6 separate regions of the Mus musculus genome follow, and regions 1, 2, 3, 4 and 5 are each linked to region 6. A link is a contact called in public Hi-C, HiChIP or PLAC-seq and Micro-C data. All regions are on one chromosome and are shown on one strand. Each heading gives the region's core, a stretch centred on a gene start, on an enhancer-like site or on the middle of the called end of the contact. The rest is flanking DNA. Distances are from core to core; before and after follow the strand shown.

Region 1 (3,343 bases), core at 504-3,003, 400 kb after region 6:
AAAATGGTGGTATCCTAGGAGATGATATAGCTGTATATCCCCAGAATTAAAAAGAACAATGTCTCATGTAAATGTCTATACCATACAGACAGAAGTCTTGATGTTGACAGCGGCTGTCATAAAACCCTACAGACAGAATTATTCAGATTTGAGGTCTCTGAGCCCAGCTGACACTAACTGGTGAACCATTCCCTTGGGTTCCTCAATATTTCCTGTCCCCTGCTCCTTCAGAGCCTGCTCTGTAAATCCCTGACTTAATGCCTCTGCCCTCACTGTAAGGAGCAGAGCCACCCTGAGCAATTATGTACACTTGCCCATGGGCAAGGACTTGAAGCATTGGATCCATAGAGATTTAGTCAAACCATTCCCCATATGGGCTAGGCTTAAAGGCACACCAAAACTTTCCCTGGGTGTTCAAGTTCAAGTGTTTATAGATCAGTAGATACATAAACTAGCAACTACAGCCCCCTCCTCCTCCAGCATATTTACAGTCTGAAACAGCTTACCTACAGAAACTTCCTACCAAGACTAAGCCCCAACTCATACCCCTTTGCTGCACTCAAAATATACCGAGGTTCTGAGTTCATAGCAGTAGTAAGTCCCATTCAGACCAAATGCATACACTCCAAGGGACCTCAGTCTTTCTGTATATGTCTCGGTGTGGCTATCCATTCTTCATTCCTTCACCAACGCTAAATCATGGTTTCAGGACTCAAGCTGTGCTGGTTGTGATATCTTCACCACTCCTGGTGAATGGAATTTTCTGGTCCAACAGTGGTGAGATGACTCAGTTGCTAAAGTACTTGGGGAAGTGGAAATAGGATCCCCCGGGGCTTAATGTACACCTAGTCTAATAGAATCAGTGAGCACTAGATACCACAGAAACCCTGCCTCAAAACTAAATAACCAGTTGGGTGGTAGTGGCACACACCTTTAATCTCAGCACTTGAGAAGCAGAGGCAGGCAGATTTTTGAATTTGAGGCCAGCCTGGTCTACAAAGTGAGTTCCAGGACAGCCAGGGCTATACAGAGAAACCCTGTCTCAAAAATAAATAAATAAAATAAATAAATAAATAAATAACCAAATGGAAAAATAAATAATGATTAAGTAAGGTGGACCATAATTGAGGAAGACACCTAATGTTGACCTCTGACCTCTATGCACACATGTGCACATGTACATATACACACAAAAATGGGAGAGCACAAAAGAGTTCCTTCTTGGTCTCTGTATTCTTATAGTGTGTTGTACTTACTTGCATCCTTCTGGAGGATTTATTTATTATCTTTTATAATTTATTTTTGTTATTTTTCAGTGTGTGTGTGTATGAGTCTATCTGTCTCTGTGTGTGTGTATCTGTGTCTTTGTCTCTGTCTGTCTCTGTCTCTCTGCCTGTCTCTCTGTCTCTGTCTCTGTCTCTCTCTCTCTCTCTCTCTCTCTCTTCCTCTCTCTCTTTCTCCTCCATCCACTGAATTTCCCTTTAGAGACCTTGTCTCATTTGTTCCTCTTTCTGTTCCTTTTCTTGCCTTCTTCCCCTTTCTTTGTCTTCCTATAAACCTCCCCGTTTCTCTGTCTCAAAGATCACTCCTAACAAGTATATGCATACTTAAGTGCATATGGATGGATATACCTTTCCAGACTTAAGGAGTATGTCCTTCTCTGTGACCCACAGTCTCTCCTCTCCATTCACCTCTTTACTGTCAAGCTTCTGCAAGATTCCCAACATATTTGTTAGCTCTGCTTGCTTAATAAGCACTCTGAAGCTCACCCTGCTGTGATCTGGTTTTTGTCCTCTGACTCCACCAGAAGGAATCTTGCAAACATCATCAAGGACATTTTTATTTCCAAGGATAATAGATGATTCCAAATTGCTATTTGATGTGACTGGGGGTTGCATTTGGCCCATCTGATTCTGTCCCTGTGCCTCTGTGTCTCTGTATCTCTCTCTCTCTCTGTGTATCTCTCTGCCTATCTCTCCCCCTCTCTCTGTCTCTCTCTCTCTTACACACACACTCACACAAACACACAGACACACAAATTGAGAATGTTTAACTCTACCTATGAAACAACATGACACATTGGAACTCATCGATGTCAGACCCTCTAGGTTTCCGTTCAGTTTGGTTTTCTTCCCCAGCCTTTGTTAGACTGCTATGTAAATGTTGGCGTATCCAGAACAAACTTGCAAATTCTTTTTCATGCTTCTAACAGAACTGCCAGTACGTTCAAACTTGGTCAGTCACAACTACTGCATTGTGTTCATAATTGCATTTCACAGAAGCCCTGAAACACTAAAGTTCAGTTCTCTAGCCCTGAGGACCTATAAAAAAGAATCAATGTAGTGAAAAAATAAATGTAACAACAACAACAACAACAAAACAACAACAATAATAATAATGATAATAGAATAAGTGTGGTGTCTGTAATTGATGATGTAGGTTTAAACATTGTCTATGTCATTAAGATGTGCTGCTTCTCAGGCTCTCCAACCAAGGCCACTGGTTGCTAACTGTAAAGAAAGTACCTTGCACTGTCAGGATGGTAGTTAACCCACATGTAGCTTGTTGTTGTTGACATTTGGACTAATGTAAACAGAGAGAAGTGACATGGGCTGGGTCAAAGAAGCCTGACCATCCAGAGCTGTCCATGTCATGGCAAGATGCTCTTTCATGCTTTGAAGACAAAGAAAAAATCAAGGACATAGTAGAAAGTCAAATGGCAGGCCTCATAGGAAGAAATCTGAATCATCCAACCTCATCTGGGGTACAGAGAATAGCTTTCACGAAATTCGGATGAAGATAACCAGGTCAGAACCTTGAAAGATTCTAGGGGGAAGATTTTAGGGGGAAGTTGTATAACCAGAATAATTGAGATAATTGAAAACTTAAGCTTACTAATTTCAGTGGGTCTCTCAGTGCCATTTAGACATCTAACCATATCTCTCCAAAAAGATTCAAATTTTACATTCTACAAGATACCTGGTCAATAAGCTCTTTCTTTTTCTCCCAACAGAAGCTGCAGCCTGTTCATCCATATCTATCCTGTTGTTTTTGTTAATGAAACTATAGAATTAATGTCCTATTCCTCCTATTCACTAGTCCCTCTCTCTGCACTGCACACACAATACCTTAATGAGTTGTTTTAGTTTGCTCATTTATGATTCAGTTGTCTCTTTTCCTTACTAGATTTTTTAAAATTAGCATTTAACAAATCTAGTGATTCTAGTAACCTTTTAAAACAAGGGGATATGTCATCTTTTCCCTTGCATATTCTCAGACAAATGACTCAAAAGTTTTTCAAGCCTACCCTTTTACGAATTCTTACCCTCTTCCACTCTGATGA
Region 2 (3,443 bases), core at 112-2,611, 510 kb after region 6:
TCACACCATCAGGATTTCATCACAAAAGATGGGCCTGCCTGAGATACTGCTCATGAAAAGTCAATAACTGCTTTTAAAACAAACATAATTCTGACTTTTGGGAAAAGCCCATCTATCTTTGTGGGCCTTTTTCTTCAAAGTAGCTTCTAATAATTGCAGATGAGTGTGTTTATTCCTTCAGTGAGGCACGTGTATTGCTTCTTAACATCTTCTAGGAGAAAGATTGGCAAGTTAGAGGAGATGAGTAGAATTATCTTCAAAATTTGTTTCATTTCTCATCTTTGTTTTTTGCTCTTTGAGTAATGCAAGTATGGAAAAAGTAGCATTTTGTATGTTAAAGCAGAGAGGATTTTAGAGCAGAAACCTAGCCCTGCTGTAAATTACAACACTTCAGGATTGCATGTTCCACATAATGAAGGACAAGAAAGGTTTTTTAATGAGTGTTCTAAAAGGGCATCACTCATAGCAATGACGGAGCTAGCCGTTTCATTACTGGTCTCATTAGTTCACATGAGTAATTTGAAGGATTATTCTCTGTTAATGTCAGAGAAGGAAACTGAGAGGCTTCGAAATGATACCAAGACACACAACATAAGGATTTTACCCTCTTGTTCCTGAGTGACCATTGGTTCATAAATCCAGCTAAGCCACCGAAAAAGTTTTCATCTAAGCTGAATACTCCATAAGACCACATACGAGAGATATTATTAAACTAAAAGACCTGATGTCTTAGGCCTCTTAATATATCTCCTCCCCGATTTTATGTTCCAGCTCCCAAGACTTTTGTATCCTATTTTGGGGTGCTGGAAATACCTTCAGCTTAGTGTCATATTTTTGCCTGAGTCCGATAATTTATTCCTAACTATACATGCTTCTCTCTGGTTGTTTAAAAAAATATTTTGATAAATGGATGTAGAAAAAAAAAAGAGAAACAGAAAAAGAATGTCTTATGTCTACAAGTAAGTCAAAGCTCTGAATCTCCCAGATGATACAGTGACTATCTGCTAGGGCACGCAGTGGTCTCATTTTATGGCTCCTCTCACAATTAGTTGTGTTCGGTGACTTCAGCACTATGTCAAACTATATGTCATGACAAAGATGGTTCAGAATTTACCGTGATTTGCTTCTAGAAGACAGTGTACCTTACAAATGAAAGAAAATGATCCTACATCATCAGAATGTAAAGAGAGCTGGCCAAGGGAAAAGCACTCTCCTAGCCCCTCGAGGGAATATTTGCTAAGCCCAGAATAACCAAACTAAAACCTTTTTTTTTTCCAAAGAGGTCAGAGTCCAGCGGAGAAATGGGAATGAATATAAATCATGATTATACAAAGCCTGGCTTATGTGGCAGAAACACTGTCTAAACAGTGATTCATTCTGACAGGGGTAGGGGTTGAGAAAAGCTTCCCAGAAGGAAGTAACATTGACTTTGGCCTCAGAGGATCAATTAAGCAGAGAAAAGAAAAAGACCCTGAAGGCTGGGATTGGCCCTTGGCAATAAAGATGCAGACTCTGGACGAAAAAAGTCGGACAGTATTTAAATGGCAAAACTTTATTTTTTTTTTAATATGGGTGAAACATGGCGATGTAGAGGCATGTGCCCAAATGAAAGGAAATGGTGAGACAAGACCCTGAGAGTCTGAGTAACTGATGGCAATAAAACTCTATTATTTAATAATAGATGCAGTAAGCCGGGAAAACCGGTTTCTTTGTGTTTAGCTAGGATGTTGCTGGTGATGGTATCTAAGCACCAGGAGGCTAACAGGAGGCTGCAGGCAAACCAGTGAGAACCCATTTGCAACTGTTTAGGGAAAAGCAAATGAGGAAAAAGCAAAAGCAGAGCCTGATTGTCTGAGAGACAGTGGGGAGAGGGGACATGAAATTGCTCAAGAAATTTGGAGGAGTCTTACCTATGAGATTTAATGATGGACCGAATAGAGGGAGGGAGGAAAAGGTCAACTACAAACTCTGAGAATGACCACAAGACATGAAAGTGGGTGGAGAGGCTAATCGTGAAAAAGACAGGATTAACAGAGATGGGAGGGGGGACAAGAGAGTGATTGAGATACAGATGATGAAAACATATGTACATGCATGGCTGGATCATAAAAAAACTCATTAATATATGCTAACAAACACTAGTATGCATAATGCAAGCATATTGTGGAAGAGTGACCTTCCCTAGTTTCCTGGTTGACTGGCTGGATCTGAGGTAGACATGTTCACCATTGTGACTTAAAAACTCCCTCAGTCTGTATGTCTCCACCACCTATCTTTAGATGTCCTAGCCCTCTAAAGCTTGAGAGAAGGCCTTTTGGAGTTAACAGAAACCACCTCTCCTGTGCACAGCATTCTATTCTTCCCTGTAGCTGCCAGGGGTGTTTTCGGCACCACACCCATCACAGCAGACCTGAAGAGCACTTGGCATTATCTGTTCAACTCTTCATCAGAAGTTTAAGTAATATCTCCCACAAACATCCCATGACATATACTATCCATTCCTCCCTCTGTGGTCTCTTTTATTGACCCAGATGTTATGATCCATGATATCTAGATTGCTACAGATAACAATACAATGTTATTCAGAAGTGGCTAATTAAAGATAAAAGAAAATGAATTAAAATATTGCTAGTAGTAGAATCTGGGAGAAAAAACATATACAGAAGTTTATCTTGCAATTCTCTCTTCTTATGTGCATATTTAAATATAAAATAAATGAAGAACTTAGGAATAAGAAAATTACCACATGGACAAGGTCAAACCCCATACTAAATCCAACAATAAATACTGTTGAATCTATGCAACAGCATAGATTTATTAAAATACATCAGTTTATCGTTAAAAATATATTTTATACTTGTTAGTTGAGAATTTCATACAACCATAGGATGTGTTTGGTCAAATTCACTCCCAGTCTCACCTTACCATCTCCCCCACCAAGACTCTCTCTCTCTCAACTGTATGTGCTTATTTTTTAACCCAACATTAGTTGAATTAATGTTGTCAGATGTGCATGAGTATTGGACTGTCCATCAGGGACATAGGCAACTTACCATGGGCCATATCCCTGAAAAACAACCTAACTACTCACCCCTAAACTATCAACTGGCAATAGATCCTGAGCTATGCAAAGGACTTCATATTCATCCCAGAATATGGCTGATTTGATCTTGTACAGATCTTATACATACAGCCTTGACCACTGGGGGAGGGGTCTTATTTGCAATGTCCATGTCATTATTTCATAACAATGCTTCTTCCACAAAGAAATCTGAGTTTTCCTGTCATTACTACCCCTTTTCTAAATTAATTCACTTAGTCTCTCTACTGAACTCAGAGGATTCTCTGGGCTACCCTCCCTACATCTCTGTCTTCGCTTATATCCACTAAATGCAGAGCCATTGCCTTCATATACAAATCAGGTCATGATGCTCTGCTGCTCA
Region 3 (3,370 bases), core at 541-3,040, 490 kb after region 6:
CAGTATAAGTTGTCTCCATTGAACTTCTTCTTTTCTAGGAGGAACAATGATTTCCTTTTGACTTGCCAACACATAATCTAGTGTGACTTTTGACTTTCTGTCAATGGGATCTCCTACCTGCCCATTTACTTAAGCTTCAAAAGCTTAAAACTCTAGGCTAGACAGGATTAGTATGTGGTATTGCACCAGACCAGTGAACTCCCTTAAGGGCCTTAGACGTTTGAGAAATGCCATGGAATCCCCTGAACTTGTAACTTGAACCAATGTTAAGTGGTCTGAGGATAGGAAGAAGCCAAGGATCTGAGAAAGGGAAGCTCCAAGAATCCATATCTGATATCACCAGGGCATGGATAAGGCTGTCAACATCATTGGAAAACTTAAACATCCCAGAAGACCTAGCTAATATAGTCCGTACAGATACAGCAAAGGCGAACGCCACCCAGAGGTAATAACGACCAAGCTTGTGCATTCCAATGGCATGACTTCCGGGAAGGCTGAGGGGGTTCAGACCTGAAACAGCTCCCTGCTTATCCTCATAGGTGATTTGACTTTAAATGACTTTAGGCTCCAAAAGGAACTACAAGTTTGAATTCCCTGTTGTGATTCAAGCCAGAAAAGAACATATTACCTTTCAATGACAGGTTTAAGAGGTTTTCAAGCTCAGCAGAAACAGTGTCACTGGAGCCAAGCAGAACTCAGCCATAGACAGTGCGAATCTGTATTTCTGAACAGCTGACGTGTGGCTATTTCAAAAACCTTACACCAATAATCTTCTGTGTAGATGCCCTGACACGCTGCTCTCGGAACTTTCCAGAACTGACTCATAATTAGCCATCATGGTCTGTTCAACCAAGAAGGAGGGATAACTTTATCTCACTTTAAGAATCTGAGTTGATGTTCTTCCTTATCATGTAAATGTCTTTAATGAGTCACTTATTGATATAAACACTTTGTATGGTGTTCTTAGGATTTGCCCAAACCCATCCTTCCTCGTAACTCGTTAGAATGTAAAATTGTTGAACCACTAGAGAAAAAACAAAGTTTCATGGTTCCCTCACTAAAGTTAAACAAGGATCTTTTTTTTTTTCCCGAACCATATGACCCTCCAATTCCACTCCTAGTCACACCAAAAATCATTGGAAACAGATGTTCAAATAAAACCTAGGGCACAAACAGCCATAACAGCAACTTTCAGGGTAATAACCTGCAGGTGGAAATGACCCTAATGCACATCAACAGATGAATGGATATAAAAAAAAAATGTGGCCTGCCCACACAGTAGAATATTATTCAACTACTAAAAGGAAGGAATGCATGAAGGAGGTGCATGCCACAGACAAATCAACTGGAACTCATACCTCACATGAATGAAGCAGACACAAAAAGTTGGAGGTTGTATAGTTTAATGTATTTGAAATTTTCAAAATAGGCAGATCTATAAAGATGGCAAGATTAGGGGTTTCCAGGAACTAGGGCAAAGGAGGAGTTAAAATTGATTGCTTAGTGAATAACAAGCTTGTAAAGAAACAAACAGTTCCAGAAGCAATTGTGGGGGGGAGATACCACCACAATTTCCTGCATGTGTTTATTGCCTCTGACTTCTTACAATGGTGAAAAATGACAAGCCTTGCCTGTCACTTTATACAATGAATGGATACCTATCTTATTTCCCAAGAACCTCTCTTGGGCCCATGGAAATTTTTCTGCAGTACTAACTGAAATGGGTCAACGGTTTTCCCTCGTGGGAAGGAACCCAAGTCTCTGATTGCACCGAGCAAAACTGGTCAGCTGTTTTACAAGGAAAACAGCTGGCACTGAAGCCTGTGCTCTTTAAAGAGCTGCTAGCTGAGCCTCTTCCCCAGGGTGAATTCAAGCTGAAGAGCTGTGATTCTGAGCCAGGTTTGCGTGGGCCACACCCAGCTACTAATAAGTTGTTCCCAACTCTACAGGCCTCATCTTAATAACTAGCTCTTCTCCTACCTTGGAAGTTCCCATAATCATGTGGCCACTCAAATGAGAAGAGCAGAAACCACTGACAATTTGGAGACGAGACAGAGTCCAGAAAAGGAAGCAAAGTCATGAAAATATAAATTTAGCTTGAGGTGTTCCATGAACACAAGGCAGAGGCTTAGAATTGGGGCTTGTTCTAAATGTCCAAACGGAGAAAATAGTGGTGTCTCTGGAACAGAGCCATGTGGGTAAAGCAGTTTCTAGAGCAGAGGCCAGACTCTGGTGTCCTGGATACATGGGAATTTATGACAATATTTGAAAACTTTTGCAACTTATGAGGAGACTTTGGCCTAGCTGGAGACAACTAGTCAGATGAACTGTCTGTGACCTAAAGATGACAAAGCAAGCTGCAAGTAGAGAAAGTTGGAAGTGACAGTTTCCTCTGTCCTGGAAATGCCAGTTAGGAATACTAGCTTTTAAGGTAGAGGTCAGTCTTGAGACACCAGGAGAAAAGGGAAGGTAGGCAGGAGCCAAGCCTTGTAATAATAATAATAATAATAATAATAATAATAATAATAACAATAACAATAACAATAATAATAACTCAAAGTCTTGATGTGACAGTTTTAAGCAGGAAAAATTACATCGTATGATTTAGGTTAATGAAATACTATTCTCTGGTGGCACTGCAGAAGATGGACAGGCGGAAGGAATCTTGGAGCAAAACCAGGAACATTGCCAGGGCAATAGTGACTCTCAAATGTTGCTGGTACAGACCAATGAGGATAAGAATGTAATCTAGGCAATTCTATTCTGTTGGATAAAATGTAGGGAAGGGGAGCACATGGCGGAGTAAAGACTTACTTCTAGTTCAAGCCAAAGGTCATAGCGTCTGATATGTTCTGCTACGATAAACAAAGCCAGTGTACGCCCTGTAGAACGTCTAGTGAGGTTTGCCCAGTGGTTGCCTCTAAGGTCATATTAACCATCCAGATGTGCTAGTCCAGATGTGCTAGTCCAGATGTGCTGGTGGCATATATTCAGTTTCTTCTTCCTTTAAAATTTTCTCACTTTTATTTTATCCAACATATAAAAGCATGTGGGAACGAGTTTCCATACTGTGCATTAATCCGCGACTACATTGTGTGATGTGTGATGTTTAGATCCGTTTTAATGCATCTTCTCAAACATTGGTCATTTCTTGATGATGAGAAGCTTCAAACTTGCTTTGTGCAGTGTTTCGAAATGCTCGGCCTAGTGCAAACACAGCCACCCTCCCAGTGGGTCTTACACCCATACAACTAACCATAACATGGGTTTCCTATATCTCTGCCTATGTAAAGAGTAGGTAGCACACTAGATTGTGTGTCTTGACGGGCAGTGAGGCATAACATTTATTCTTATATGCATTGGCCCTTCT
Region 4 (3,668 bases), core at 1,154-3,653, 450 kb after region 6:
AACTGAACTAAGATTTGGACCTCTGCAATCAGTAAGTGATCATTACTTACCGGATGTAAAGGACAGGCATAAGTAAGCTTGTTCCTCAATCAGAATTAAATGACTAAGCAGACTGCACAATAGTAGGGATTTGCTATTCACAGAAAGACAGACAGACAGGTTACCACGGCATAATGGAATTTGTGCCCAAGATGTAATTCTGCTGCTTAGAGTTCTCATGTGGTAAACCTCCATGCTTTTCCCATGAGTCTTGTAACAAGATGGGCGATCCCCACTTTGAGAAAACCAAGGGGATATAAGCATAGAAATGTACTGACTTCCAATGAACTGTATGTTGTTTTAAAACAATATTCTTAGCCAGTTTGACATGAAATATGACATCTTGCATGCGCCCTTCCTAATGAACAGCACACCACCATCTATCTGTCACCTACTTGGATCATTTCTTCCTTTTTCTCCACAGCCTTTGTGTCAAGCCTTGAACTGTGTCAAACTGGTCTCACAAGAGTCATCAGGTGCCGTGATATTTTTCCTTTTATATGAATTATTTAAATAAAACATTAAAAGCTAAACATTGTTTTCAAAATTCTAAAAAAGAAAAAAACATTAATATTCACATACACATACAGATGCAAAATGCAGACGGAAAAGACTTTAATCAGACTCATGCTGAGACCGGTGCAAAGTGTTAGGCTGACAAGAGACTATTTTTCTAAATTTTATCTAATGCTTTTTATGAAAAGCTTTTAAAAGACCCATTCTTTCTAAATCTGAAGAATGAATAATTACCGTATTTTTGAGAACATGTAACCCAAGCACACAAATCTGTTCAGAGATTGTAAAACAATAGAAACATTATTTTGTTCATTTTTGTTTGTATATATCTCAAACCTACTTTTAAAAGATTGTTTCGTATCTTATGTTTGAAGGCTTGACTTAATATCGCGGCTTCTGAAAATGAAACATAGTCTTTAAATCTCAGCCCCAAATTGAGAAATTATTCTGAAATACAGTAAGTATAACAGTCTCAGATAAGTTCATTCCCATCCAATAAATAGCACCTTAGAGTTAGGAGTATATGTGCGGGGAAGTAGTTTTAAATGTCTCAGATGTCTGCCTTAAAAACTGAGATCCCTTCATTATTTTCATTTTAATCTAAACAAATGTACCCTGGCATACAATAGACCTCAGACAGCACACTACCATTTTGTGGGTTAGATATTATGGAATTTACATAATGTCTGCCAGGTCTCCCTTATGAAAGATTTCTAGAAAGAGGGCTTTGGTCAAACCGACAACATCTGTGTTTAACCCTTTCTCTGTGGGAGAACCGTTTGCCTGTTTGCACTTATCTGGCCATCTTATCAAATTTGTAAAAGCCTTTTTTTAATTTCATATAAATTTTTGCTCATACAATATATTTTGATCATTCTTTCCCCACCCCCAACTCCCCCTAGATCCTCCTCTCGGTCCCTACCCACCCAAATTTCTGCTGCTCATTGGATTCTCCATTGGAGAAAACTGACCTTTCCCTTTCTCATCAGGTATCAGTTGCAGATTGCATCTTGGTTAGGGATGGGACTTTATGTCTTCTTCCCTTTATCAGTGCTAGGATTCTGTCTGGTTTGAACCTGTGTGGACCATGAGCATGCTGTGACAGTCTCTGTGTGTTCATATGTTCATCAGCCCAGATGTGTCTGGATCATGCTGGTTTCTTAGAATCACCCACCATCCTCTGGGTCTTCATAGTCTACCTGCCTTCTCTCCTGCACAGATCCCTGAACCTTGAGGAGAGAAGTTTGATAAAACACCCTATTTAAGGCTGAGTTAAACTCCAATTTTTAAAACTATCCCATTTGACTACCCCATTATTTTAGAAACCACATTCATACCATTGGAAACGTAGAATCATCAAGATTTTCAAGCTCCACTTGGACATAGTTGGCAAATAGGTAAGCCAGTTTGTAACAAAAGCATTGTAAAGCAAAGACTTCCTATGACTTGCTTTCTAGATTCTAAACAAACAAGAGCCAGAAATGGTTGGCCTCTTCTAGGCTAAGCCCCAAGTGGATGCATTCCATATAAAGGACTATGTGGCTTCTGTGTGTTCTAAGAAAGTCAAATGGGTCGTATTCTCAGTATCTAGGACTACTGCCCACTAGATGCCTCCCAGACCATAAATGTAAAGGAGCAATCACACCAGATTTCCTGAACTGGAATACTGATTAGATTGCTGAATGATTGGATATTTTTCATGGTCATCTGGTAGTATTGTTTATTTAGCCTTGACCTATTTAGTCCCTGAATGCAAGGAAATTTTAGACACAGAGTGACTCATTCAAGCAAGAAAGTACTGTAAAAGGCAAATACCAGCACGGATCTAAAAATACCATCTGGGTTTGGGCTTCATGCAATAAACAGCCCTAGTTCCTATCCTTGATCTCTGAGAACAGAGGGAAGGACCTCTTACAGCCTTGATATTCAAAGGTTTTTCCAAAACATCAGCTACCTAGCTTTAGAGTCATTTACTCCGGCAGACTCAATGAAATATTCTGTGATGTTTCTTATTTTCAAGAATCCAGTAGAGGGGGTTTCTGGACATAGAATATCTGTTAACACACACACACACACACACATACACACACACACACACACACACACACACACACACACACACAAGCTAGAATTTGCCAAAGGAAATGTACTGCTTTCAACTCTGCTCTGAACATCATTAAATGTCTAATCCTTAAGGCCTACTTACTATATGTCATTCTGGACATCCTGATATGTTTTTAGTTGGGAGCATGTACTATAGATACTCAAGCTAAGTTCTAAAACTTTCTCAAGAAAGAAAAATTTCTAGAAATATATATATATATTTGAACTAAACCCAAGATTCAGAAATCAGTTGTAGAAATATAAAAGCATGGTCAGGCCTATCACAATACCCAACTCCTGGTACCAACTACTGTCTTGGGTTTCCATTGCTTTGAAGAGACACCATGACCAAAGCAGCTCTTATAAAGGACAACATTTAATTACGGCTTTTTTACAGGTTCAGAGGTTCAGTCTGTTATCATCAAGCCAGGAGCATTGCAGTTTCCAGGCAGGCAAGGCACAGGAGGAGCTGAGTTACCCAGGGACAGACTATCTTCCAGGTGACTAGGAGGAGGGTCTCAAAGGCCACCCCCACAGTGGAACATGTCCCCCAACAAGGCCACATGACCTAATGCCACTCCCTGGGCCAAGCATATTCCAGCCACCACAGAGACCTTTGGTATCTCCCCCACCCCGCCCCAAACTAAGCATCCAAATTTAATTCAAAGGGGAAAAGGGAAAAGTCAGCCTATCCTTCTAATGTCTATGAGCAGAATGATGAAGATTATAATGGGAAATAAAAGATGGAACGTTTATGTTCTCATTGACCGTGAGTTAACCTTGAAACTATTAATTTTCAAAGGGAAATTATGAGAAAGTTAAAAGGCAGAAAAAAATATCATCTATATATTAGGTAAGGAGTAAATTTTTCCAAAGCTCCATATGTAAGTGCTGGCAAGGTAACTGTATTATAAAACACTTGTCCACTACATGCTAAAACCTAGAATCAATCCTACAGTGTATTCTTCCCTCCTATATTTTTAGCTTTTTTTTTTAAGTAAAAGGACATG
Region 5 (3,737 bases), core at 1,049-3,548, 280 kb after region 6:
ACAGCAGCAAACATTTGAAAATAAGATTTGATATGTATTTTGTTGCCAAGAAACTGCCTCTCGCTACTTTAAAACAGACCTTGGAAAAAGTCTAACTTGCCTAGACAGTATTAAAAGAGATGGAGATGAAACGGATGCCCACTCATTGAATTACTCATTGGAAAGTGTTATTCCACCCAAAGGTGATAAAGCTAATCAAACAAAACACAATGTATGAGATATGTCTACTCTCTGCAACCCATCAAATCTTTGAGTTGTCTCTGCCTGTACTGGAAAATCATTTCCTACAGTGACTTCCTGAAGGTCGGAAGCTTAGCTTCCACAGATCTCGAACACATTACAGGATCATGTTCAATAATTTTACTCCAGTAATTTGGCACCATATTCATGCTAAAGATAAAATACTACTAACAGCAAAATTTTTAGCAACTCTGAAAATGTCACTTTGTTCTCTTTTATCAACGCCCTTCAGAGAAATGAGCATACTGTCATCTGATATTCTAAAATGCTTTCTTCCTTTTTCTGCTCTTCATACTTCCTGCACTATATTGCGATTATGCTTTTATTTGTCTTATTCTCCCAGAAGAAAACATAATTAATGTTAAAATAATGGAATTTTATCACCCACGTGAAAGAAAGATCCTTGGTCACTTGCAGGAAAATAAATGGAAACAGAGATCACTGTGAAAAGAAGTTAGACTCACAAAAGTATCTCCTGCTTTCTCTCACATACTTTAGAGAGAATCTAGACCTAAAGAAGGAAAGGACATGAAAATAGATATATAACTATGCAGAAAGGAGGGAGGAAGGGGGAAGGAAGGAAAGAAGGAAGGAAAGAAGAAGGGAAGGAAGGAAGGATGGGGAGAGGGAGGGAGAGAAGGAGGAGGAGGAGAAGGAGAAGAAGAGAAGGAGGAGAAGGAGAAGGAGAAGGAGGAGAAGGAGAAGGAGAAGGAGGAGGAGGAGGAGAAGGAGAAGAAGAAGAGAAGGAGGAGAAGGAGAAGGAGAAGGAGGAGAAGGAGAAGAAGAAGAAGAAGAAGAAGAAGAAGAAGAAGAAGAAGAAGAAGAAGAAGAAGAAGAAGAAGAAGAAGAAGAAGAAGAAGAGAAGGAGGAGGAGGAGGAGGAGGAGGAGGAGGAGGAGGAGGAGGAGAAAGCAACAGTAGCAGCCAAGGAAGGCAGAATCAAGAGAGGGCAGTGAGGATGTATGATCAAGCTATGTTTATAGGCATCTATGAAAGTAACTTTTAATTAAGAGATGATCTTAGATTCTCTTTACTTCTGTATTCCCATTGCTAAAACTGTTACCTAAGATGTAATAGATTTTTGTAGGCTTTACAATGAATGAACGCGAGGACTGACTCTCTCTCCTACTCTGGGATCACCCATACTGACACACATTTCATATTTCTACTGGAATATCCATTAGGCATCCAGCTCTACAATCCACACAAAACGTTTCAGTTTTCTTTCCCTCAAAGCTTTTGATTTAATCTTTTCTTTTTCCTCTTAGGACACAGACATGTGATTACACACCTTTGCTGAGGCCAGAACTGTTCCCAGTACTTTCCTACAGGGTACTGTTCTTGGTCTCATAACTGCTCTACTGGCTGAGGGTTCTTCCCTGCCTGAAAAGCAATTCTTCGTAGAAAATGAGTGGAGGGACCCATGGCTCCAGCCACATATGTAGCGGAGGATGGCCTTATCAGGCATCAATGGGAGGAGAGGCCCTGAGGCCCCAGTGTAGGAGAATTTGAGGTCAGGGAGGTGGGAGTGGGTGGGTGGGTGGGTGGGTAGGGAGGAAGCAGGGGAAGGAGGAGGGATAAGGGGTTTAGAGGGCAGCGGGGAAGGGGACAGCATTTAAAATGTAAATAAAGAAAATATCCAACAAAAAAAGAAAGGAAAAGAAAATATCCAGTAAAAATAATTTAGACAAAAAAAAAAAAAAGAAAGAAAAGAAAAGAAAAGAAAAGAAAAGAAAAGAAAAGAAAAGAAGTTCTTCAAATGCTGGATTTTAACAGCTCTCATTTGACAACAGTGAGCAGTGGCCGTAGGCTGTCAGAAGCAACCCCAAGTAACTCTCTCTAGTGTCCCTCAGTGGCACAGGTATCAGGATCCCTTGTCAATAGCTGAAGTTTCAGCTCTCAGCCTGGGATCTAAGACCCTCGACCCTGCTGTCTTGAGTGCTCTCTGGAACAATCGTGCAGGCCATCCTCTCCAGCTCCTTGCAGTCTTTTGTCAGCTCACCATGGTCTTTGCTACCTTTTTACTTCAACTCTCCGTCTCCATGGCTATCCCGGAACTGCTCAGCTAGCTGCTGCTTCCGGTTGTCAGGCTTGCTGGCTGCTTAGCCCCTTCCATAACTCGCTGGCAGCTGCGGGGATGACTTGAGATAAGTACTCCTGCTACAAATGTGTTTGGCTGTGAGACAGGGAAATCGCTACCCTTGAAAACCTGAGCCTCCAGCGGATCTTTGGAAACTGGGAAACCTAAGCTTAGCCAGGATGACTCAAGTCATTTGCTAAGGATGGGAGCTCGGAGTGTAGACGGTGTCGTTGCACACGATCCATCACCAGAACATGCTGTTTGATCAGACTCTGTGCTGGGAAGCCGGGAACAGAGTTGGGAAACAGGCCAGACACAAGGGCACTGTTCAGAAGTCCAGCATATGGAATTGGCAGACGGGCAAGAGCCACTGGGGCACCTCTGAAGCTTCAGGGTCTTGCTTAGCTGTCACCTCTTTTGCCATTGCCTCTCTTATCTCTGCTGGTTTTTTTCCTTTGTTCATCCAGCTCAACTGAACTTCAAAAGCAGGTAAGAAACATCACTTGACAGAAGCCTTCATTAGGACTGATGGAGGGACAGCAGAGCGCAAGAAAGAACTGCCAGCAGACTTCATGCCTGAGTCAGCCCAAACTTACTGCTTAGATGGCCCAGGAGGGTGTTTGGACCAACCACAGCCACTTGTTTGAAGCATTCAAAGCCACTTAGCACCAGTTGCAGAAGTCTCTCTCCACAGGTGGAAGTGTCTTTCCTGCTCAAATTGCAAGGTCACCCAGCGTTCATCAGGGCTTGTGACAGTGGGAGAGTCATCTGCCACAAACTGCTTCCAATAGACCTGGCTCTGCTGTGCTTTCCAGAGCCGGGGCAATCAGCTATGGTTCCACACAGTTGTCTCAAGGGACGCGCATTGTTCAAGATGGGAGATGCTGGCCTCAAGATGATCCAGTTGGCTGTTAGGTTGACAATCTTTTGCTACAGGCAATTCAGACAGCAAGAAAGCTCAATATCTGGTAACTTTATGCCGGATTTCAACATCTAGCATATTTACAAGAAAAAAACCACCACCACCAACATCAGCAGAGCTTACAAATCTGTATTAGAAAAACACTGGCAAAATCTTGATAGTTTTATAACAAACACCTGCCCAGCGCCCCAAGGACGTCATATGCAGTCACCTGCATGACCTCAGGGTTGACCGGTCTGTTTCTGTTTTTTCCAGCCTGTATCTCTGTATGCTTCAGCTACCCTGGCCTCAGAGCTCCTGGGACCCAGTTTATTCCATCATGCTACTTTATTCACGAGCTGTTTCCTTCACATAAACTATTTTCCCTGGAAATCTGCTTGTGTAATATCCCTTTATGTCACTACGGTTTCAACTTTCATCCAATCCATGTTAACGCATTTCAGAGCTCCTAGCATAAATCATACCAAGATTAGTCTGTATAACACCTAGCTCCCTG
Region 6 (3,511 bases), core at 200-2,699:
CCTGGGAGCTATTATAGAGGTTTTAGAAAGCTGACCTAGTGTGCCTCACACAGTTGTTGGAAAGAGTGGCCTCTTTTCCAGGTGCATTGTTACAGTCGTTCAAATTCACCATCAGAAAAGCAGGGGACATTTCTCCCCAACAGTGAAATCTGCTAAGGCAAGGTACACACCTTCCCTACATCTTGACTGTTCTCCACAGTTCTGCTAGAACTTTTGTGTAAACTTTTCCTTATCCTTGGCTACTTTTGTTATGGAAGCCTCTCTCCTGAAGAACGCCTGCATCTTTGAATAGGATCCTAGCCATGTCTCCCAGGAGCCTTTGCGGGATTTCTGCACTTGCCTGACACCATGTTTAAATGACACTTTCGTGGTTTGCAACAAAAAATAACAGGCCTTTTTCAGGAGATGAACAAAGAACAACAAATAAAGTCATATCGCCAAGCTTGGATAAATAAATACTAGGCAAATCTACAATTTAAAAATCTCTTGTAAGAACCAGGGGAGATTCTTAACATCTTTCTTATTTAGGCCTCCACAACCCCCCCTTTCCTTTGCAGGAAATAGTTTCATTTTTCTGCCAATAAATTGCTTTGTGATATATATTTTGAGATCAACTTAGCTTTTTCTGCTTTTTGGCCTATTAAACGGAAGGCTCGGGGGTTGGGGGGTGAATCAAACTTTACAACCTGGTATTTTCACATCTGGCAACTTTTCGTTTCCTGGATATGTTAGATAATTTACAAACTATGTGTTTTGATGCCTTGTCACTTAAAGTGTATTTAGGGAGGTTAAAAAAAAAAAGTCCCCCACTGAACAATCGGTTGAATATGCTGCAAACCATGCTTTATCTAAATACCCCCACAAAAATACCCCACACTGAGTATTTATAATTTTAGATGCCACACATAAAGTGTATACATGTTGCAGTAATTATATACATATTGAATGCGGTAAGGGAGAAAGATGGATATTATTGTAACTCTCATTCAGTCACTGATGAAAATTTTGTCAACCCAAAATGAAAATCTACAAAAATCCCTTGTTAAAAGCACCTTCACACTCGTATTGAAACTGTGTGTGTGTGTGTGTGTGTGTGTGTGTGTGTGTGTGTGTGTTTAATACGTCCACACACTATGAAATGTTTTTGGATCAAGTCTGAATACAATATATTTTAGGCTTTCTCTTCCTAAAAGGGTAATACAGAGCTTGTGAAAACGCAGGTCCATTTCTGAGTTAGTTGTTTACGAAAAAGCACATGCTAATGTAACAGTGTATATGGAATTAAAGAGAAAATGTCAAACACGCCGTGACATCCAAAATACATTCAGCTGCTGCCTTTTACTATGGGGACTTTCATTCTGCCGCGGACTGCCTCCAAGACCCAGTGGTTTTGTGTGTTGGGTTAAAAATAGCCTGCCAAGCCTGACAACTAGATTCTGATTGGCCCGAAAGGGAGGCCGTTCAGCCAATGAGAGCGTCTGGGAACAAAAGCAATTCTTTTGTGTGTATGTGTGTGAGAGAGAGATGCTCAACCCACGTCAAAACAGCTTCGGGCTGTAGAAATGATTTGGGTAGAGATTTAACAAGGTAATAATGCATTTCAGCCCTCTGAAAGGTTTGAAGCGGAACAAAGCGGGGGGTGGGGTGAGGGGAGCCGGGAAATCTACAAAAGAAATGGAGCCAGAGCTCAGCTTCTACCGATGAATCATATGGGTGTTCGTGCTACAAGCAATACTCGTTTTCCTTCCCCCCACCTCCCTGAGACCTTTACTTACTTTTCAGGCATTTTCTCCTCCCAAACAGACAAAAGCCATCAAAGGCTTTTTACTAATGTGCAAGTTTGTTGTTGTGATTCGCTGGCAAGGAGAAAGGGACAAAACCCAACTACAAAACTCATTTCATTAAATGTCACAAAAAGAAAACAAAGACCCATGAGTTGTACGCCGTGAGTAGTGAAGATCCTGAAACTTTGAGCTTTAGATTGTGGGTATCAAACACAGCCCACACTCTCAAAGACAGTTCCGGGTCGCTCTCCAGATATGGAAAACAAAGAGGGACTTGATTAGAGACAGCTCTGGGTGCTCAAGGCCTTGCGAGCATCGGGCCGCCAGGGGTCGCTGTTGCACAGTCGACGAATCTCTTCCGCGGCGCTTTCCTGTGTGTCTTTAAGGAAAGAAATAGGATTTGATAGGTACTTCTAGCTTAGGACTAAAAAGGGGTTTGGGGGGGGGGGGTGAGGGGGCGCTGTCGCCGTTTGAAATCCTTAAGTACGGCTTATGATCAACACTATGGGACAAAGCAACCGAAAACACAATTTACTATACAGGGAATTTAGTGCCACGGAGGACAAATGTTGCTGCAATAACTTGGTATTGTGACTTAAGAGAGCTTTTCCTAAACCACGTCGCGATTTTAAATTAGATGAAAAGAGTGAGCACACAACGCTGTTACGGATACCTTATTGTCTCCAATATGTATATGCGAGTGACCTGTGTAATGTACCCAGCCAGACGTGTTTTGGCAAAACAATTCAGATAATACGTGGCTTACATATTAACCACAGAGGAAAGTGTCAGTTCAACACACTGTTTTCCTCTTGAGCGTAGATTTCACGGTACAGGACACATAAGCAAAACTTAAGAAACCTTTACTCCTGGTGTGGGTGTGGCATCTAAAATAACCCCGCTTCTGAGTAAAAGAGGAACAAACGTTTATAGTCTAATTGGGCATGATAAACTAACAATGCCCAAACATTTTCTGTTTGAGAAAAAGCATAACATATTTATTTGTGAAGTATTGTTCCAAAGTACATATTGGAGCCAGTAATGGACTTTTTTCCCCTGTTCATATTCATCTAGCAAACATACAAAACTGGAAGCGTCCTGTGCCTTTCTTTTTCTATGACACTCAATTATAATGCGTTGTACACAGCATATAAGGAACTAAAAGGCAAAGAATAAAACCTACTGATTAACTATATTTCCAAACAGCTACATTCCCAGAAGACTGTGTGTATGCCTGCCTGCACGTATTCAGCATTCGACAGCTCCAAAAACAAGGTCTATTCCCTTAAGGACTGTCATGAGTTTTATGAAGTTTGCTCAATCATGTTGGCCTAACAGCAGCTAGAGAAACTGATCATTTAGCCAGTAGGTATAATTGTCGTAGAGAGCCCAAGAGACTTAATAGAAATAGCATGAGGTGGTGTCAGTGGAAGAGTGTTGGGCCACCGTATGTATACTGCCTTATTCCATGCATTGGCTGAGTTCCTTACTTGCTCAAACCCAGGCCTTGCAGCTGCCCCCCATGCCAGACCCATCCCATTGGCAAGCACCAATCCCTAATTTTACTAAAGATGCTCTGTTATGCTTCAGACAGGAGCATCTTGTCCTCTGAGAGGCTCCAACCAGCAGCTGATTGAGACAGTTTCAGACACCCACAGCCAAACAGTACATGGAGCTTGGGAACTCCTACGGGAGAATAGGAGGAAGGATTGCAGGCCAGAAGGGGA

What was found. A called contact is a pair of places that touch in the nucleus more often than the background predicts. HiChIP or PLAC-seq counts read pairs in DNA pulled down with a chosen protein or histone mark.
Region 1: a Hi-C map of bone marrow-derived macrophages shows a contact between it and region 6, with 16 read pairs. The contact joins two enhancer-like sites. A contact is called at or near these places in 2 of 15 datasets of contacts at CTCF or cohesin (the NIH/3T3 cell line and large pre-B cells), 9 of 484 Hi-C or Micro-C datasets (3T3-L1-derived adipocytes, bone marrow-derived macrophages, embryonic stem cells and 4 more) and 6 of 115 datasets of contacts at active chromatin or transcription factors (the SCID.adh cell line, VIP interneurons, bone marrow-derived macrophages and 3 more).
Region 2: a contact with region 6 is called in an H3K27ac HiChIP or PLAC-seq map of the NIH/3T3 cell line, with 14 times the contacts expected there. The contact joins two enhancer-like sites. A contact is called at or near these places in 1 of 15 datasets of contacts at CTCF or cohesin (the NIH/3T3 cell line), 4 of 484 Hi-C or Micro-C datasets (the C2C12 cell line, bone marrow-derived macrophages, embryonic fibroblasts and 1 more), 8 of 115 datasets of contacts at active chromatin or transcription factors (the NIH/3T3 cell line, the SCID.adh cell line, astrocytes and 5 more) and 1 of 9 other capture datasets (embryonic stem cells).
Region 3: a contact with region 6 is called in a Micro-C map of brown adipocytes, with 7 times the contacts expected there. The contact joins two enhancer-like sites. A contact is called at or near these places in 1 of 15 datasets of contacts at CTCF or cohesin (the NIH/3T3 cell line), 15 of 484 Hi-C or Micro-C datasets (the 3T3-L1 cell line, 3T3-L1-derived adipocytes, brain and 10 more) and 4 of 115 datasets of contacts at active chromatin or transcription factors (bone marrow-derived macrophages, cardiomyocytes, embryonic limb bud and 1 more).
Region 4: a Micro-C map of embryonic fibroblasts shows a contact between it and region 6, with 5 times the contacts expected there. The contact joins two enhancer-like sites. A contact is called at or near these places in 11 of 39 promoter capture datasets (the 3T3-L1 cell line, 3T3-L1-derived adipocytes, cranial neural crest and 6 more), 2 of 15 datasets of contacts at CTCF or cohesin (large pre-B cells and pro-B cells), 7 of 484 Hi-C or Micro-C datasets (adipose-derived mesenchymal stem cells, bone marrow-derived macrophages, cerebellar granule neurons and 4 more) and 7 of 115 datasets of contacts at active chromatin or transcription factors (T-cell acute lymphoblastic leukemia, astrocytes, bone marrow-derived macrophages and 4 more).
Region 5: a contact with region 6 is called in a Hi-C map of muscle stem cells, with 1.5 times the contacts expected there. The contact joins the promoter of 4930556N09Rik here to the enhancer-like site in region 6. A contact is called at or near these places in 1 of 39 promoter capture datasets (the 3T3-L1 cell line) and 4 of 484 Hi-C or Micro-C datasets (3T3-L1-derived adipocytes, cerebellar granule neurons, muscle stem cells and 1 more).

The regions. Positions count from the first base shown.
Region 1 is chr10:96,908,296-96,911,638 of GRCm38.p6, reverse strand. All of the region lies in intron 1 of Gm46240, which reads right to left. Among named protein-coding and RNA genes, the nearest start is that of Gm46240, 8.6 kb to the right of the region's middle. Within about 2 kb of position 1,753, at least 12 of the 459 cell types and tissues checked have an H3K27ac peak or open chromatin away from gene starts, as enhancers often do. A contact at or near this core is called in bone marrow-derived macrophages and uterus, where this site is marked.
Region 2 is chr10:96,802,474-96,805,916 of GRCm38.p6, reverse strand. No RefSeq gene overlaps it. Among named protein-coding and RNA genes, the nearest start is that of Gm33897, 88 kb to the right of the region's middle. Within about 2 kb of position 1,361, at least 33 of the 459 cell types and tissues checked have an H3K27ac peak or open chromatin away from gene starts, as enhancers often do. A contact at or near this core is called in the NIH/3T3 cell line and neural tube, where this site is marked.
Region 3 is chr10:96,820,936-96,824,305 of GRCm38.p6, reverse strand. No RefSeq gene overlaps it. Among named protein-coding and RNA genes, the nearest start is that of Gm46240, 79 kb to the left of the region's middle. Within about 2 kb of position 1,790, at least 60 of the 459 cell types and tissues checked have an H3K27ac peak or open chromatin away from gene starts, as enhancers often do. A contact at or near this core is called in 3T3-L1-derived adipocytes, brown adipocytes, liver and 3 more, where this site is marked.
Region 4 is chr10:96,859,221-96,862,888 of GRCm38.p6, reverse strand. No RefSeq gene overlaps it. Among named protein-coding and RNA genes, the nearest start is that of Gm46240, 40 kb to the left of the region's middle. Within about 2 kb of position 2,403, at least 19 of the 459 cell types and tissues checked have an H3K27ac peak or open chromatin away from gene starts, as enhancers often do. A contact at or near this core is called in 3T3-L1-derived adipocytes and embryonic fibroblasts, where this site is marked.
Region 5 is chr10:97,034,329-97,038,065 of GRCm38.p6, reverse strand. It overlaps 4930556N09Rik (RIKEN cDNA 4930556N09 gene), which reads right to left and starts at 2,298. Exons shown (of 5, transcript NR_045358.1): 1 at 2,242-2,298.
Region 6 is chr10:97,311,744-97,315,254 of GRCm38.p6, reverse strand. No RefSeq gene overlaps it. Among named protein-coding and RNA genes, the nearest start is that of Gm34044, 78 kb to the right of the region's middle. Within about 2 kb of position 1,449, at least 387 of the 459 cell types and tissues checked have an H3K27ac peak or open chromatin away from gene starts, as enhancers often do. A contact at or near this core is called in 3T3-L1-derived adipocytes, the NIH/3T3 cell line, bone marrow-derived macrophages and 9 more, where this site is marked.